Linked DNA regions of Macaca mulatta: region 1 is linked to region 2. A link is a contact called in public Hi-C data. All regions are on one chromosome and are shown on one strand. The core of a region is the stretch at or near the end of the contact, and the rest is flanking DNA. Distances in the headings are between cores, read along the strand shown.

What was found. A called contact is a pair of places that touch in the nucleus more often than the background predicts.
Region 1: a Hi-C map of fetal cortex germinal zone shows a contact between it and region 2, with 2.5 times the contacts expected there. The contact joins the promoter of C4H6orf62 here to the promoter of GMNN in region 2. A contact is called at or near these places in 2 of 14 Hi-C or Micro-C datasets (cortical neurons and fetal cortex germinal zone).

Annotation. Positions count from the first base shown.
Region 1 is chr4:158,385,026-158,387,725 of T2T-MMU8v2.0, reverse strand. It overlaps C4H6orf62 (chromosome 4 C6orf62 homolog), which reads right to left and starts at 1,299. Exons shown (of 5, transcript NM_001194185.2): 1 at 1-1,299.
Region 2 is chr4:158,326,064-158,328,763 of T2T-MMU8v2.0, reverse strand. It overlaps GMNN (geminin DNA replication inhibitor), which reads left to right and starts at 1,261. Exons shown (of 7, transcript NM_001258199.1): 1 at 1,261-1,367.

The DNA.
Region 1 (2,700 bases), core at 50-2,549, 59 kb before region 2:
TGCCAAGGAGAATCATGATGGCAAAAGGAAAAGGGGTATATAATACGGTATTAATTACTCCGGCTCTGTGGTTAGACCTGATTAATGCCCGGGTTCCCAACACCCCCAGCCTGCAACTAGTCCTACATTCCCCAAGGGAGACTTCCCTGTGGATTTGCCCCCGTTCAAGATGATGGGGAGTGCGATTTATCTTCTTGTGAGCATTGCCGAGGCAAAGGTGGCGGGTTCTTCTCCCAAATCCCAGGCGGTGCCCGGAGACCACCTGCCTTCCACCCCTCCAGGTCCCACCCCCACCCCTTGCCTTCAGCGGCAGCGACTCACTCGCACCACGGGAGACACAGGATCACTCAGGTTTTCACTCATTTCATCGTGGAAACAATTCCCGCCCGGGTGGAGTAGGCGGGAGAGGGTAAATGGGAAGGTTCAGTGGGGAAAAAAAGAAAATAATTGTGTTAATATTACTTCTAAAGTAAGCCCACCCACCCTCCCCCCCAAAAATTAAGTTCCCGGATTAGCTCTCTCTCGTTGAACAGACCATGTTTCCAGAGTTTGGATTGTTTAGGGTGGGGTCGTTAGTTTGTTTCCCGAGGGGCAGGGGGTGGAACTGAGGCAGTTAGGGCAGGGTGGGTGACAGGGAAATCCCCTCCCTGTCCCCGCGAAGCCCGGGACTCACGGACCGACTCTCGGGCGGGGTTTGGGCCCTCTAGCCGCAGCCTGCGGGCGGAGCGGTGGCGGCGGCGGAAGAGGCGGCGGCGGCGGCGGGGGCGCTGCTCGTAGCACGGGCAGGAGCCATGTCAAGAGAAAACCACCAGCCAACTGAGCCCCTCCATCCCCGCTGCAGTGCGCACTGTGACTGGACCGCCCGCGCTGCTGCCGCCGCTCAGCCCCCACCTGGGACCCATAGTCTGGCTCGGCGCCCTGGGCGGCGACGGAGGGGAAGGACGCGGAGACAGCGGCAACAGGGAGAGAAAAAGAAAAAGAGGAAAAACGAGAAGAAAGATGGGGAGTTGGATCGGTACTGGCGGAGGAGGGGGAAGGGAAAGGAAGCCCTGCGCTAAGGGTCAGCGAAGTAACCCCCCAAAATAAAGTTATTTCAGTTCAAGCATCTGCTCTTGAGTCTTTCTTCCCCCTACAGTCGGATTCCGGCTCTCAGAAAAAGTCGAGGAGACCCGGAGGGGGGAAAAGCCGAAGCTGTTGGTGAGCCTCCGCGGCGGTATTGCCTCGTTCCCCCCCCCACCGGTGGCTGCAGAAGCGGCGACGGCCTCGGGCGCCTCCCGGGTCCGGGGCAGAGTCGCGTTTGAGAAAGAACCGAGAACAAACAACTTAAAATGGCAGCGAGGCCGCTGCGTCACCCGCCTCTCACCGGCACCGCCCCGGTGTGACTGCGACTGCGCGTCCTCTGGGACCCCACCATTTGCACAGAATCAAAGGGGGAGAAAGGATTGGAGGTGGGAAACTTTGCAAGGTTATCGAAAAACAGGAAAACAGATCAAGAGGACAGAATAGCAGTAGGTCTTTTAAAAGTTGAGTCTTTGAATTTAACCTTTCCATTTCAGTAATCTCGCCTCAAAAGGGAGTTTGAGTGTTGAGACGCCTCTCTCCTCCAGTATGGAGTGTCCAAGGGGCGTGGAAAGGGTCTCCCCGCCACTCCTCCGCCCCCCTTCTTCAGGAAGTCCCGGTCTCCTGAGTTGGCTCTTCGCCCCGCCCCGATGACATCATAAAAGCACGCCCTCTACCAGCCTCAACAAAACACCCGGATGGAGTCGCACTTCCCGAGTCTCGTCAGCCTCTCAGAGTCAGGCTGGGCGCGGGACAGAGCCGAACCAGCGACCTGGGCGGGCCAAAACTGGGGAAGTGGGCGGAGAGTGGGCGAGCGTAGGGGCGGAGCAAAGAAGGAAAAGGAGAGTGTGTGTTGGAAGATTGGAAGATTCTTATTTCGATTCTTATAATTGTTAGTTCTTCTTGGGGTCGCTCCCGCGGTATCCTGCGGCAGCAAACCCAGAACTCATTTCGACACCTGTAATTTAAACGGCGTGCTGGAGCAGATGTCTCATATTAGTGCCACTTGCCTCTGTCCCCACCCCGCCACGTGCGCAGGCAGGGAGGGCGGTCCTCAAGCTTCGAACAAGGTCAAAGACCTTGTACAGACGTTGCTGCTGTGGCTTAGGAGAGGAGCAGTCCAGTCCGACTCGTGGATTTTTACCCACTGCTGTCAGAACACACTTTCTGTTAGGATCCCCCAGGACCTCAGACTTACAGCCTGCCCCTTAGGTGGTTCACTGTCTTCAACGAAACGTTTGCTGCCGAATCGCACGTCCTTGGCCCAAAGAGTCCATTTTTCAAAGCTCCAATGTGCTCATTAAAACACAGTTATGTAAGTACTTAGCAAAGGTCAATACTCCACATAAGCAATGCTTATGTGCTCATTGGCTACTCTGCTGAGATTTTAGAAGTCAATTGGGACCCCAATTACTACTTTTCACTTCGTGAAGTCAAAATAGATCAGCTGTAATAACATTATTTCAGCCATGAGCCAAAAGAATAACTGGTACTCACCCTTTAATATAAATTGTCCAGAACCAAAGGATGAGAGTCCTGAGGTTTCCAAATAACTTCTAATCTCGGGAAGATAAAGCTTGCATTTTGCTAGTGCTTTGCTGATTTGTTTTCAAAATCATGTAACTATGGAAAGCTCACAGG
Region 2 (2,700 bases), core at 12-2,511:
TAATTTTATAAAATAAAAAAAAGCAGGCGGGGCGCAGTGGTGGTGGGCGCCTGTAATCCCAGCTACTCGGGAGGCTGAGGCAGAGAATCGCTTGAACCGAGGAGGCGGAGGTCGCAGTAAGCCGAGATTGCGCCACTGCGCTCCACTCTGGGCAACAGAGTGAGATTCCGTCTCCAAAAAAAAAAAAAAAAAAGTAAAAGAAAAGAAAAGGCAGGCTGGGCGCGGTGGGAGGCCGTAATCCCAGCACTTTGGGAGGCCGAGGCGGGTGGATCACCCGAGGTCAGGAGTTCGAGACCAGCCTGACCAACGTGGTGAAACCCTGTCTCTACTAAAAAATACAAAAATTAGCCGGGCGTGGTGGGAGGCACCTCTAATCCCAGCTACTCGAGAGGCTGAGGCAGGAGAGTCGCTTGAACCCAGGGGGCAGAAATTGCAGTGAGCCGAGATCGTGCCACTGCACTCCAGCCTGGGTGACAGAGCGAGACTCCGTTTCAATTAAAAATAATAATAAAAAAAAAAAATAAAGAAAAGGCTAGACGTAATTATTACCAAGATGTTTCTGCTCCTTCAAACTGCAACAGCAGTTGTAATTTCAGTGCCTAGAACAGTAGTAATTGGCACGTATAAGGCGCTCAATGAATAGCTGCAGGATTAACTGATCATTGTCTCCCTGAACAATTCCTCCTGCACCATACCATAGTCAAAACACAAAAAGCCAAAATATAAAAGCCCCTAATACAACTACGAGTCCGTGGAGCCAGGGCTTTACACAAATGTATGTCGTGTACTACATATTAATACATATGCACATACAATATTTTGTTCTTCCGGTGTTAACGACTAATGGAGGCAAATCTTTCTCCCTTTCGTAAAGGGCTAAAACTTTGCATTTTAAGGAAGTTCCGAGAGCTGGGTCAGAGGGGAGGGTCAAAGGGCACAGACTTCCCAGGTAGCAGAAAATCCCCACGGTCTTAGTACTCGCTACTGTCGACCGCGCAGGCGCAGGAAGGGGCGGGACCGAGGGGAGAGGCGATTCGCGGGATTCCAGAGGCCCCGCCTCTCGTGCGTCAGTTGGTCACGTGGTTGTTCGGCGCTGGCAAGCGGAGTTGGTAGGGCTTTGCTGCAGAGCGCGCGGGACACTCCAGCGACAGTGGGGATCAGCGTAGGTGAGCTGTGGTCTTTTTCAAGGTGCTGCAGCCACAGCGTTCGCTACGAGGATTGAGCGTCTCCACCTAGTAAGTGTGCAAGAGGCGGCAGGAAGTGGGTACGCAGGGGCGCAAGGTGCACAGCCCCTAGACGACTCGGTTTCGTTCCGGCCACCCTCTGAAGCCGCGTCCTACTTTGACAGCTGCGGGGCCGCGGCCGGGGTAAGGGCGAAGGGGTTGTTGAAAGGTCGCTGGTGGCGCGGCAGGGTAAGGAGGTGAGTCAAGGGACTGCCCCATTGGCTGGGTCGGGTTTGGCGCGCTCTCACTTCCACGCTCCCTATTGGCTGGCTGGCGCAGTTCCTGGGTCGCGCGCCGCGGTTGGTAGGTCGGGCGCGCGGGGCCACACTGCCCGCCCCCTAGCCTGGCGCTGGGCCTCCGGGACCAGCTGGCTGGGTCCGGGCTTGGGGAGTGCAACGCTGGTGAGGGACTCAGCCTGGGCGTGCCTAGCTGTGGGGATGAGGCTAGGCATCCATCCTCTTGGCAGTTAAGTGGCTGGTCCTGATCTGAGGGATCTGCAAATTTGGCTCGTGGGAAGAGGTCGCTGAATTCTGCGTCTCCCATTAAACGGATACTGGCGTTGCTGATACGAGGTTCGCATGGATCCCTGTCCTATGCCGGGGTTTTTAATCTAGCTATTAAAGAAACTAGAGAATAACAAGCAAGTAAGGGTGCAAGGTCGCTGATAGGCGTGGGAAACTTGTGAAGGATTAGACTGCTAAGTGGTTTTCAGCTTTTTTCATACTAAAGTACATTTTACATCGCAACCTAGGACACAGCCATCTAACCAACTGAGACGTTGATGGAAGCACTATTTCTCATCTTTTCAATTCCATTCTGTTCAGTTGCATTTTTCTAAGCAGTGTTGCTCATGATTAACTAAATGATTTTGAGATCACGACTCACGACCCACGACCCACAGTTTGAAGAACATTGCCTGGGGTCTGTTTACGGGGGCCCAAACCGCATTTTCTTAACATTAAATGCAGTAGAAAATAGCAGGGTGCCCGCACAAATTAGATTGTTTTGTTTTCTAAGCTTTTTTTTTTTTTTTTTTTGTGAGACGGAGTCTCACTCTGTTGCCCAGGCTGGAGTGCAGAATCTCGGCTCACTGCAGCCTCCACCTGTCGGCTTCAAGCGATACTTCTGCCTCAGCCTCCCGAGTAACTGGGACTACAGGCGAGCACCACCGTGTCCGGTTGATTTTTGTATTTTTGGTAGAGACGGAGTTTCACCACGTTGGCCAGGCTGGTTTCCAACTCCTGACCTCAGGTGATCCGTCTGCCTCGACCTCCCAGCACTTTGGTGATCACTCAGGCGATCCGCCTGCCTCGACCTCCCAAAGTGCTGGGATTACAGATGTAAGCCACCGCGCCCGGCCTGTCCTCAGCTTTTTTGTTTGCACATGTGTGTGCGCGCGCGCCAGGACACAAGGTAAAATGTATTAATGTTAGAAAAGCCACTGCACTGAGTAAAGGCATGGCCACAAAAATTAGGG